Linked DNA regions of Arabidopsis thaliana: region 1 is linked to region 2. A link is a contact called in public capture Hi-C data. All regions are on one chromosome and are shown on one strand. The core of a region is the stretch at or near the end of the contact, and the rest is flanking DNA. Distances in the headings are between cores, read along the strand shown.

Region 1 (7,029 bases), core at 46-2,545, 120 kb after region 2:
AATGACTCTCCAAGATTACCAGCAGTCTGAGTTCGTATAATCCGCCGCTGCTGAGGCTGAGACGGCCCTTGATCAGGACCTCCTCTCGTAGCAGACATTTTGTCTACCCTATAACCTCCAGGTTTTAAATCGTTTTAAGGTTTCCTCAGCCTCCCTGAAAACAAACAAAAGTCATTAGACGAAGATGGTTAAAAATCAACAGTGACGAACAGAGATGCAACATTGAGAAGAACATACAGAGAAACGGAGATCCAGAAACCCTAACAATGGCGGAGCAAAGGAGCCACAACTTTTTAAGCTACTTAGCTGCTAAGTACGCAAAGTGAAAGGGAGAGAGAGAGAGCAGTCTGAAATGAATGTTTTTTTGTATTTATCTTCCTTTTTTAAGCACCGCTTTAATAGACACAAAAATAAAAAGAAATTTTAAAAAGGACACTTTCGAAGGTCGTGTCCAGAAAAAGGCTCTACCTTCCATTTAATTACAGTAACACCACCAAGTTTAAACTGTGGCAATGTCGGTTTTGTCTTGGAGCAAGCAAAAAAAGGTACCTCCAATCTATTCACTGAGACAAATAACGTAATACTTATGAACCGAAAGGGTATTTTTGTAAGGGGATTTGGAATTTCAAAAAAGTCGAAGATTCCAATAAAAAAAGTGTTAGCGGTTTTTTAAAAACTTGAATGGCTTCTTTGACCTCATATGACTCGTCATTACTTTTTTCAATATTTTTTTACCGTTTTGTTTGACGTTGTTTTTACCGTTGCGTTTGTCCAACAAGATTAGAGGATTTGGCGCAGTGTTTAAAGTAATTAGATAACTAATAACCTTTGATTGTTTTATAACCAATAAGTTTTCGTTAGATCTTATTCCAAATTATATGTTTCAAGTGTTTAATTTGATGTAAGTTTTTATCCTAAACATGGGCTTTAAACATGTAATTTATGAGTCAGGATACCAAAGATGTTATTCAAGCTTTGATGCAAGTGCAAGCATGGCCTGCTGGCCAACCATTTATCAAAGATATACCAGTCCTAGTCCTGAACAACAACAACAACTCCGATAGCATCACTTTCACTTTCACTTTCACTCAAGTCATGTTGCTGTCGATAAGTAGCAGCCTCATACATAGGCCGGTCATACTCTTTATCAATAAAGTTATGTTGAGCCCAAACAAAAAAGCATACGTCGGCGTAAAAAACATAACAATGCGTTAATGCTAAAAGGCCCATATGTAAAATAAATCGGCCCATATGTAAAACTTTTTTTCTGATTCAAAACTTATAAAAAATAATCCCACGCACATACTGAATCGCGTTAAAGCGTGTGTAACCTAACCGGCGGTGATCCTTTGTTCCGATCGTGTTGCTAACTTTCTCAGCTTCCAGATATCTCTCTCTCTGAGGAGATATCAAAGGTTGATCCAAAGAAGGTGTTTCACGTTGTTGAAATTGGATAATTCAGAAAAAAGCACCTGGAATCAATCACTCAAGAGGAGTTGAAGGAACCAAAGCCCTAATAAACTAGGGAAAGTAATCTATCCTCGCCGGAGTCGTTGTCTCGCCGATAAGGAACGAAGGACGAAGCTGTCTTCGATTTCCGGGATTGAAGATTCGGTTTTGAGCTCAAATCGTCGACTGAGTAATGGGGGTAAGTTCCGATTTGCTGATTTTGCCAAATTTTCGGATTTTTTAAGTTGTTTTGCGCTTGAGGAACTTGATTATGTGTACAAGCAATAATTGTATTGTTTATGATATAGGTTGATCCATTCAAAACTACGGAAACGTTAGAAGCCGACAAGGAAACCAATGGTGGTGTCCCTGTGAAGGATAAATTGACTTTTAAAGCTCCTGAGAGAAAGTCCCGTTTAGGTATGAGTTGGGATTTGTGAGCTTTTGCATTTTGATTACTTGTTTTGGAACCGTATTGAACCCATGGGGATAATACATTTGTAGGTTTGGATGCAAGGGCAATTGAGAAAAAGGATAATGCCAAGACTGAGGGCGAGTTTAAGGTTCCGAAGAAGTCAGCAATATCTGTTACATCATCGTTGGATGAAGAAGATAAATCTGATGTATCAGGATTAGATTTTGGAACAGAAAACACTCGACCTGTCCATTCCAGCAGGCGATATAGAGAGAAGTCTTCAAGATCTCAGTCTGCACAAGGTATTTTTTTCTCATCAATATGTAGTTTTCAGCCCTAGACTTTGATCCTTCTTTGTGAGCATAAGTACGATGTTGAAATACCACCTTCATTCGTTTTTCTGAACTCCTGTGCTTATGACTTATGACATTTGTGATTTATTTATTTTTTTGTATTGCAGAAAGTACCGTGACTACAGAGAATGCTGGAACTTCAGATGTAAGTCAATTCCATCCTAATAATGAAATCATTATTTTGCCCTGGGTTATCTATCTTTTCTACTTACTTAACTGATTTTTAAGAGTACATGCAACTTGACTTTTAGTATTCTGACATATTTTTCACCTGTTGGAATGAAGATCTCCATAACTCCAAGGACTTTATCTTGCACATCTAGTTATGAAAGAGGTGGTAGCAATAGGCATCGAGAAGAACATAGGCGTGACAGAAGTGAAACTCCGCGGTCAAGACAGAGAAACACTTATGATGAGATGGATCACTACCGACGGAGGGAATCTTATCGCCAATCTGACCGAGACTATCACGGAGAAAAGCGTAGGAGATACAATAGCGATTGGAGGACTCCAGGTATGCTAAAGATTGTTGAAGCTCATAAAGCTATCAATTTATGAGCTTATTGACATAAATGTCACTACATTTATCTCTATACAATTTTGTCTATTTTCAATTTTTTGTTCCCATAAGTGTGATGAGTGTTGCAAACACAACACTTATTTGGCCTTTTTGATGGAGTGTAGGTAGGTCAGACTGGGATGATGGACAGGACGAATGGGAACGTAGTCCTCACGGAGACAGAGGCTCTAGTTACAGCAGGCGACCTCAACCTTCTCCATCACCCATGTTAGCTGCAGCTTCACCTGATGCTCGTTTAGCCTCCCCGTGGCTGGATACACCACGTTCAACTAGTATGTTGTGTTTTAATTTTAATATTTGTAATTTGGTTCTATTAATTGCAACCCCGGGAAAAGATTAACAACGGGATTTATCACCATACCCTTCTTCACATGCAGTGTCTTCTGCTTCTCCATGGGATATGGGTGCACCTTCTCCTATTCCAATTCGGGCTTCTGGATCATCTATCAGATCCTCAAGCTCTAGGTATGGTGGAAGATCCAATCAGCTTGCATATTCTAGGGAAGGTGATCTGACAAATGAGGTATGCACCCATGATCATGCCACTTCTTATTAGACAGAACTGAATTTCCAATTTGTTTCCCATGTTTTAAGAATCCATGTCGAGCTTGCTTGATAAATGTTTATGTGGATTATAGCTCTCTTGCATTAGGATTTTTTTTGTTTGTTTTAATACCTATGCCACATGTTGTTATGTCTTATATAGGGGCATTCAGATGAGGATAGATCGCAAGGAGCTGAAGAATTTAAACATGAGATCACAGAAACAATGCGTGTGGAAATGGAATATCAGTCAGATCGTGCATGGTAAGTATTACTTTCCTTTAGAGGCAGGAAAAGATTGGTGAATCAATAATGTTTTATGAACTGAGAGCATAGTCTCACTCTTCACGTTCATTGTTGAACCATTTATAGATTTTATAAAGCCTGTATGAATAGTTGTTGTTGCAATTTCCCAGGTATGATACAGACGAAGGGAACTCACTGTTTGATGCGGACAGTGCATCCTTTTTTCTTGGAGATGATGCTTCTCTACAGAAGAAGGAAACTGAACTGGCAAAGAGACTGGTATTTATCTATACCAATTACGCACTCTTTCTTTACAAGTTTTTATATGACACTGCTTATATCTGATCTATTATCTATGGCTAGGCTTTTCCGTTTTGCATAAATCATCTAATTTAATTTGATTCTGACTGAAGCATTAATCTCTTATCTCTTTTTACTACTCTTGATTAAGTATACTTAGCTAAATTATGTTGTTTTGATATGTAAGTTCAGATTATTATAAGTGTAGGTTAGAAGAGACATTTGTAAGTTCAAATTATGTTCTCGATTGAATGCTTTGTAATATTTGTAATGCAGGTTAGAAGAGACGGTAGCAAAATGTCACTCGCTCAGAGTAAAAAATATTCTCAGCTCAATGCGGATAATGCTCAATGGGAAGACCGCCAGCTTCTCAGATCTGGAGCTGTTAGAGGCACAGAAGTGCAGACTGAGTTTGATAGCGAAGAAGAACGGAAAGCAATTCTTCTTGTACATGGTATATAGACTACTAGAATAGCTCAAAGTTAACCAATAAATGTCAAGGTTAAATGAGTAGTATTTGTAACATGCCAGGTAATATTCTATTTTTTGGGTAATTGCAGATACGAAGCCTCCTTTCCTTGATGGAAGAGTCGTTTACACAAAGCAAGCAGAGCCAGTAATGCCTGTAAAGGATCCCACATCAGACATGGCTATAATTTCACGAAAAGGCTCAGGTCTTGTCAAAGAAATTCGGGAGAAACAAAGTGCGAATAAGTCACGACAGCGATTCTGGGAGCTTGCAGGTTCTAATCTTGGTAATATCCTTGGTATTGAAAAATCAGCCGAGCAGGTAACTACCTAATTGGTTGTTGGTTCTCTATCGATATTGTGGTTGTTGGACATAGTGTGACTTGGTAATGATCATCTTGCAGATTGATGCCGATACTGCTGTAGTTGGTGACGACGGTGAAGTAGATTTTAAAGGTGAGGCTAAATTTGCACAACATATGAAGAAGGGAGAAGCTGTGAGTGAATTTGCCATGTCAAAGACCATGGCAGAGCAACGGCAGTATCTTCCCATATTTTCTGTTAGAGATGAACTATTGCAGGTTGGTGGTCTTTCCTTTTTATGGCCTTGATAGTTGAATTTTAATATGCATTATTATTAGGGGTTACACTTTTTTTTTATTTTAATTTCATCCTTGCCTTAATCATCTGCTTTTTAATGTATTCTCTAGGTAATAAGAGAAAACCAGGTGATAGTGGTGGTTGGCGAAACTGGTTCGGGAAAGACCACTCAACTTACACAGGTAATTATGGCTTACTATGGCTTTTCAGGGAATTCATTTACTAATACGTAGTTATAAAACAATTCAAACATTGCACTTATATTCTGTTCCTTTTTGTTAGTATCTTCATGAGGATGGTTACACTATAAATGGTATAGTTGGTTGCACCCAACCAAGGCGTGTAGCAGCCATGAGTGTTGCAAAGAGAGTTAGTGAAGAGATGGAAACAGAGTTGGGCGATAAAATTGGTTATGCAATTCGTTTTGAAGATGTAACTGGTCCAAACACTGTTATCAAGGTAAGGTGTTCTCAAGTAATGAACTGATTTTTCCTTATCTTTTATGTTTCTGGTTTAGTTGGCCTCAGAAAGCTTGGCTTATCATGCTTTTAGCATCTGCACTTCAATAAAACACGTAGATTTCTTCTGCAACTTCATTTTTTCCTTTGAAATTACAGTACATGACCGATGGAGTACTACTGAGAGAGACCCTCAAAGATTCTGACCTGGATAAGTATCGGTATGTATGCTTTAACCTTACCTCTGATAGATCATGCTTTGAACTAGATAAATATCGTTGCTAACTCCTTTTTTGGACTCTGTATAGTGTGGTGGTGATGGATGAAGCGCATGAAAGGTCACTCAACACAGACGTCCTTTTTGGAATACTGAAAAAAGTTGTGGCTCGGCGTCGTGATTTCAAGCTGATAGTCACGTCAGCAACCCTTAATGCTCAAAAGTTTTCCAATTTCTTTGGGAGGTAGGTTATCATCATCCTTCACATAAGACCAATTTAGAATCTGAAGAAGGATTTTATATGACAGTGTTTTTGCTTTGGTAATGCAGTGTTCCTATCTTCAACATTCCTGGAAGGACTTTCCCTGTCAATATTCTCTACTCTAAAACTCCTTGTGAAGACTATGTTGAAGCTGCTGTTAAACAGGCAATGACGATTCACATAACAAGCCCACCTGGGGACATTCTCATTTTTATGACCGGGCAAGATGAGATTGAGGCAGCGTGCTTTTCACTAAAGGAGAGAATGGAACAGCTCGTATCATCTTCCAGTAGAGAAATAACGAACCTACTCATTCTCCCAATATACTCTCAGTTACCTGCTGACTTGCAAGCAAAGATATTCCAGAAACCAGAAGATGGAGCCCGTAAATGCATTGTTGCCACCAATATTGCTGAAACATCATTGACAGTCGATGGAATATATTATGTGATTGACACTGGGTATGGAAAGATGAAGGTTTTCAATCCTAGAATGGGTATGGATGCTCTTCAAGTTTTCCCCATAAGTCGTGCAGCCTCTGATCAGCGTGCTGGAAGAGCTGGAAGGACAGGGCCAGGAACATGTTACAGGTTGTATACTGAGAGTGCTTATTTGAATGAGATGTTGCCAAGTCCTGTGCCAGAGATTCAGCGGACGAATCTGGGTAATGTTGTGTTGTTGTTGAAGTCATTGAAAATAGACAACTTGCTAGATTTTGATTTCATGGATCCACCTCCGCAAGAGAACATCCTTAACTCTATGTACCAGCTTTGGGTGTTGGGTGCTCTCAACAATGTTGGAGGATTAACCGACCTGGGGTGGAAGATGGTGGAGTTCCCATTGGATCCTCCTCTTGCAAAGATGCTTTTAATGGGTGAACGGCTTGATTGCATAGATGAGGTTCTGACGATCGTGTCAATGCTTTCAGTACCTTCAGTGTTCTTCAGACCTAAAGAAAGAGCAGAAGAGAGCGACGCTGCAAGGGAGAAGTTTTTTGTGCCGGAATCGGATCATCTGACGCTGCTGAACGTATATCAGCAGTGGAAAGAGCATGACTATAGAGGAGACTGGTGCAATGACCATTACCTACAAGTGAAAGGTTTGAGAAAAGCTAGAGAGGTAAGATCCCAGCTTCTGG
Region 2 (6,122 bases), core at 431-2,930:
TCATCCCAGCTGTTCTCAGCATCAATCTTAGGCACAAAAACAAGTGAAAGAGTCATGAAAGTTGCTCAAAACCGGAGCTACAATACGATGCTATGTGTTTGTCTCCTCTAAACTCTTATGGCATTAACCAACGATCTTAGAAGAACGATTCTCTTATAACTCAACATAATCAAGATAGAGAAAGACAAGGTAAGGTAAAAGCTAATCTTACCTCTTGAATATTATTGTATTGAGGAACCCCTTCTTTGATGTTTGTCTCTGAAAAGCAGAACAAAAATTAGGCTTCAGAGAATTAAGCCAAGCAAAGGAAACATAAGATAGAGAAAAAGGGTTCTTTCTTCATAAGTCATTATTACCATGTCCATGCAGGATGATGTGTTCAGAGAAGTAGCTATCCCACTGGTCTTGTTGTTGTTCTTCAATGCATTTGCTGTGATCATGCAAGAAACCTTCCTTTGCTATGTCAAAATCCACTCCCTCAACATCCTTCCTCGTCGTGGATGAAGCTTGAGGTTGCAACTTTGACTTGTTTGTAATGTCATGGAGAGCCTTGCGGCTTCCGAAACCCGCCCCATTTTTCTTTGGAGCTGCGAGTGAACTCTTACCTTTTCCAGCAGCAACCGCCTCTACAATGTCAAAAAAAAAAAAAAAAAAGACTTTAGAAACATAATAAGTTGCCAGGAGCTCTACCTCTAGAATTACAGAAATTCTATAAATAAAAACATGTTCCATGGTGAACATACATTCTCATGCTTACACTGATGAATAAAAACATATACAAGATGGACACAAAACAAAACTTAGTTCAAATTTGATCCTAAGCATAATATTGGACATGATTATAAATACAGACCCTGAAGCAAATTCATGAATGTATCTCTAAGCAATAATAAGAAGCTCTTAATTCAAGAAACCAAGACCTCTCATATGAATCCAAGAGAAAAAAAGACAGAAATATTCGCAACTTGGTAGGTCCTTCATGTTTCATTTCTCGTATAGTCTCCAAAGATTTTCCAACCATAGGACAAACGAGTCATCACAAAAAAAAACGATTTCTTTGTCCAATAAGATAAAAGGGAGCAAAAAACCCAGAGATTGCAGTGTAGGTAAAAATTACTTTTTCCAAGGGCCGCCAATGCATTCTCGTCCTGAAAAATCATCTGCCCGCGAAGAATTGTGTTGGCCATGCTCACTACATTCAACCAATTTTGGGGGTAAATTTTACATGAACAAGCAGCGAATGAGTGGGAAATGAAGCAATCTCGATATCAACAAAATCAAACCCAATCACTAAAGATTAGACTCACAAGATGCCGATGAGCGGATAGAGAAACTCCAAATCAACAGCTAAACAATTTCCCCACCAACCAAAATCCCCAAAAGAGTTGGCAGAAATTAAGAAGAAGAGAGTGATGATAGAGAAACAGCAAGGACTCTGCTCTAAACGGAAGACGAAGAGAACGAATCTGCTGCGATTTAGGGTATGCAGAATTTCAAACGAACAGAGAGAGAGAGAGCGGTCCGTTTATTTGTAACATTTTCAAATTCTTTACTCCCTTTTTTTTTTTGCAGCATCGTGATCAACGAGGCGCAAGGATGTTTTAATGGCTAATGGCTTTGCATAACTTTTACAGTGTTAATTTAAGTTAGTTACTTCTTTTATTTTCTCCTATTTTGCATCTTTCCAATTTTTATGCAGAAAGTAAAACATCTGTCTTGAGACTCATAACGACATCTCAAATATTTTAATTTTTTGGACCAAAACGATATCTCAAATATATTGGTCACTGTCTCAAGCGAAAAAGAAAACACAAATTAAGACCCATAACGATTCAGAATGAAGAGAGGAGGCAAGATTTCATGGTATATACATAAAATAATATATATCTGGTGGTGGCACTGACTGACTGGTTCAAGTGTGTTCTTTAAACATTGAGAGATCAGCTCAAGCTTGGCCACAAGGAGCTGAGTTTTGTTGCCAGCTTCGCACTCTTATAGTCCTCCCTCAGTTGAATAAACCTGCACATTATTCTCAACTCTTTATTTCATCATTTTTATTCTTTCTATTTTATCCTTTATAATCTCTTTCTATTCTTACCTTTGTGCGTCTTTGCGAATGCTTGGACTTCCCTCGAACAATGTTGGCAGACTATCTGGAGCAACTATGAAAACATTCGCTATTCTGCACTCACAAAAAGTGATTACAATAAATAATAATAAGAAGAAGAAGAATTAAAGTGACAAGAGAGTCTCAAGATTGTTATTTACATTCCCAGAAGCTCAAATTTCTCATCCACAGATGGAGCACCGAAGCTTTTAACAAATCCTACATACTCGTTTAAGTCACGCTTCAGCCGCAGTCCTCCACTGTCAACCCAAGTGTTAGTAATCATAAAAACAGAACCAAGGTTTATTCACTCAGACCTAATTTTGCAATGGATCTTTTATTTAATGTGGTCAAGACTTTGATTTGATCCGACAAAACATTTATACCAAGAGGTGCGAATCAAACATTGCATTCATGTCAGATCAGAGTGAAAACTCAGAGATAGCAAATTTGGAATGGTTATCTATGTTTGATTTATTAGGGCCCTGAATCTCATTTTCGGTTATTCTGCAGATGCGATTTTAGTAAGGAAAAGAGAAAACATACAAAGAGCTGAAATCATACCTGGGATTGAAAGTGAACTTCTGCCAGTGTGTTAGTAGCAGTTTTTCTAACCTATTTCCCTGAAAATGATAAAGAAAACTTAATTCAAATCCTCATCCTTCTCTATATGATGCATAAATTATAAATTATTTTTTTTAACTATTTATTTTGAAGTCACCACAGTAGTGGAAAACAAGATTGAGTTGCTTTTTAATTGGATCATTCATTTGTTAAAGACTGCCATTTCATAGGCAAAAAGATGGCAGTATATGGAAAAGTCGAAGTTATCACACAGGAACTTAAGCTTAGAATGTTTCTTTTTCTTCTCTAATCCGTCGTTGGACAAAGCAATAAAAAGCAAAGGCCAGGGCGAATAAATACTTCGAACAGATCAAATAGTAACCAAAAGGCTTAACGAAATCTGTGGTGAGAAAGAAATCATACCAGTTCAGTCAGGAAGGCTTGCTTATTAAGACCTTCCAAGGCAGTGAAAGCAGACTCAAGTACCCGGGAAAGATAAGCCACGACCCTAAACAAGAGAAAAAATCAGATAAAAGAATAGCACAGTGTTGAGACGTGATCAATAGATATTTTGTAAAATGGTTCAGAAATCTACTAAGTATAACTACAGATAAGCACTTCTGGCTTATCAAACTAAAAAAAAAAAAAGGTGAAGCCTTTAACCTTATGCAGGCATTTGTTGGACGGTGGTCAGAAGCAATTCCATCATCAGTTGATCTATAATCAGTAGACTTCTGCTCAGATGAAAGTAGCCTATCAACCTGAAAAAGACCATATTAGAGTCCTTAAAATGAGGGGAAAGAAAATATTAAGCATGACTCCTAAACCTGTTCAGGGTTGAACCTCATGGCTCTGTTTGTAATGTACACAAAAAAGAACTAACCTCAGCCATCACAGTTTCAATGCACTGCTGAAGTCCTTTATAAGCAGCTGCCTCTGCTTTGGACAGAGCAGTTGACATTTCTTCACATGAAGCAGCATGTGCACCATCCACTGGTAGGAGAAGCCGAGATATAGAATTTGCAAAATACTGGAAAAGAAAATTAGATGATTATAGAATTTTCATTGTAGAAGATTGGGTCAAACTATTTGAATACTTTAATAGTTGAGTAGGAGAAGCCTTCTCAGATGAAATAATTGAAACGAACTGATAACCATAAAAGTAATCCAACATGCCTGCTGAACTATAGCAACACTGCTACCGCAACGTTGCACAGCAACCATGAAGGATTTAAAGCTACTTTCACCAGCAGCAGCAGCAGCTTCTGCCTGAGAAACAATCAAAGAAACTATAATTAACTCCACATAACAATAGCATTTCAAATAGTGAGAAATAGAAAAGAGAAGGAATTACAGCAGAAGCAGCTGCAGCAGCTACTCTTCTGCCCAAAACAAATCTCTCCCTCAATGCTGCAGCTTCAGACAGGCTATCCCTTGCCCGTTCAAGTCCCTCAGTTATGTATACGCTCACCTGCAAGAACTCATCATTGCATCAGCTCTATTAATATGAATGACTCTAGAATCTCATGAACAGCATACCTGGTCTAGCAGGCAAGTAAATATAGCTTTAACATTGGCTGCAAGTGTGGCTGGCTGCACAAAAAAATAATTATAAATATCAGATATGCAATCCCAGATATTAAAGTTTACTTACTGTTAGATAATTCAGCCAAAATCAATATTTTAGATTATTTCTTTGTCAATATCCTATTCCGACATCTTTTCTCAAAATTCACAGCAACTAACTTATTTTGGAAAAGTTTCTCATAAATTGCTAAGTTCAGTAACCTGAGATGAAAACAATGTGCATCTGGTTATTGCTTCTTCATTCCATCGAACAAAATCTGTGACAACGGTGACTGATATCTGCTGCAGAGATGATGATATTGAAGCACCCTTAGAGCGTCCTATTGTCCCAGATGACTCTGAGACTTGCTGACTCTCAGCACGCAATTCTTCCATCTGTAGAGAAAACCTCAAATCTAAGCACTTCACATTAATGAACAACATAACAACTAATTTCAATCAGAAAATTGAAATAACCATATCAAACCTTTGCTTGATATAGTTGTTTTAAGGAGGCCCGCTCATGCTCAGGGTATTCATCCTTGTGCGAGGAAAACAAGGACTCTGTCAAATCTGCACAGTCAAAATATAGAGTTGTCAGCACCAACGAAAGTTTGCATGACAAAACAAAACTTCTATCATTAAAAAAAACGACCTTCAACATCCAGGTCACCACATCCAACAGCTCGGAGGTCTTTAGCAAGTTCTTGTGTTCTCTCATATGCAACTGCTAACATTCTAAGGTACTAAAGACAAAAATTAAGAGTTAACTTTCTTATACCAATCCTACTACGAAGATAGCAAAAGAAAGAGATAAAGAGGTATCTACACACTAGTAACAGTCCGCCTTCTTGCACAGGTGGTGGACTCATAAGAGAGGGCTTCGCCAAAATTTTGTCTAGAATACCTGTGACACGCTGCTCCAGAACTCTCTGCGTAAAATACACGAAGAGTTGGTATAGCTTATCCATATGCCGGGTTAACACTACAGTGTCCAAATTATCGGTGCCAGTTACCTGAACTAAGATCGCCATAACTTCATTTGGAGTCGGGAAAACAGCTGTAATGGTCGCTGCTTCTTTGCGTACGGTGTCTACACATAAGAAGTAACAAAATATATGAATCAGCATAGAAGCATGTTTCAAGTATTGCATCCAGATCAATGACCTTCAAACCTGTAATTTCCTTGAATAAAGCAGAAAGTCCACGGGCAACATTGCTAGGACTAGGCTGAGAACCATGGTCACCAAGAACCAACCTAATGTCTGAATTCATGACTTCCACATCAATAAACATTGGACGTGTAGCCACATAATGTTGCATAGCACTTGTACCCCTGTTAAACTGAAAATCAAGAAGAAAAAATACTAAGTATCAAGAACCATATGTACAAGAGGAGAACTAGACATCCATTCCTTCTGTGACAGCTTTATGTAGAATTAACCAGGATGTAATCACTCGATACGTAAGGAAGGCCTTCGCTCGGATCTTAGATAAAAGAACAGGTTTTCCTACTGAATTGTAAAGGGGCATGCTGCAGAATAAAGCATTCACCTGTGACAAAATCTTAGCGCATTCTGACATGGTTGATAAATCTCTCCGCTGTGATGCAGCATCAAAACGAGATAAAAGCCTGTTCTCCAATTCTACAGCATCATACTCAAATGTCACAAAGAAAAAGTTGAACATACAATAATCCTCTTCAGTAAATATACAGAAAACACAGTATAAACGAATTAGTTTACCATTACAGTAATCCTGAAGATTAGCAACTGCAACTTCCAGTCCTCGGCCAGGGGTAGCATTTCCTGCAGCTGCACTCGCACCTTGCCTTCCAATGTCTTCCTCAGCAAAGGATCCTGATATCGACAAGGAGAGCATGGAA

The links. Capture Hi-C pulls out chosen DNA fragments and counts their contacts.
Region 1: a capture Hi-C map of root shows a contact between it and region 2, with 2.2 times the contacts expected there. The contact joins the promoter of EMB3011 here to the promoter of AT5G12360 in region 2. A contact is called at or near these places in 2 of 26 Hi-C or Micro-C datasets (seedling and vegetative nucleus) and 1 of 3 other capture datasets (root).

Annotation. Positions count from the first base shown.
Region 1 is chr5:4,121,105-4,128,133 of TAIR10.1, forward strand. It overlaps EMB3011 (RNA helicase family protein), which reads left to right and starts at 1,296. Exons shown (of 17, transcript NM_121304.6): 1 at 1,296-1,648; 2 at 1,758-1,869; 3 at 1,954-2,166; 4 at 2,325-2,362; 5 at 2,503-2,731; 6 at 2,902-3,069; 7 at 3,175-3,320; 8 at 3,504-3,604; 9 at 3,757-3,865; 10 at 4,163-4,340; 11 at 4,447-4,676; 12 at 4,759-4,935; 13 at 5,065-5,136; 14 at 5,237-5,413; 3 more. The coding sequence starts at 1,643. It overlaps GSL12 (glucan synthase-like 12), which reads right to left and starts at 385. Exons shown (of 43, transcript NM_121303.8): 1 at 238-385; 2 at 1-154. The coding sequence starts at 98.
Region 2 is chr5:4,001,062-4,007,183 of TAIR10.1, forward strand. It overlaps AT5G12360, which reads right to left and starts at 1,681. Exons shown (of 5, transcript NM_121274.4): 1 at 1,308-1,681; 2 at 1,118-1,192; 3 at 357-626; 4 at 212-258; 5 at 1-26. The coding sequence starts at 1,187. It overlaps SEC10 (exocyst complex component sec10), which reads right to left. Exons shown (of 25, transcript NM_001036794.2): 8 at 5,983-6,096; 9 at 5,792-5,883; 10 at 5,413-5,581; 11 at 5,254-5,330; 12 at 5,071-5,169; 13 at 4,893-4,983; 14 at 4,725-4,810; 15 at 4,460-4,633; 16 at 4,211-4,264; 17 at 4,026-4,142; 18 at 3,848-3,940; 19 at 3,555-3,701; 20 at 3,335-3,432; 21 at 3,095-3,179; 4 more. The coding sequence ends at 1,941.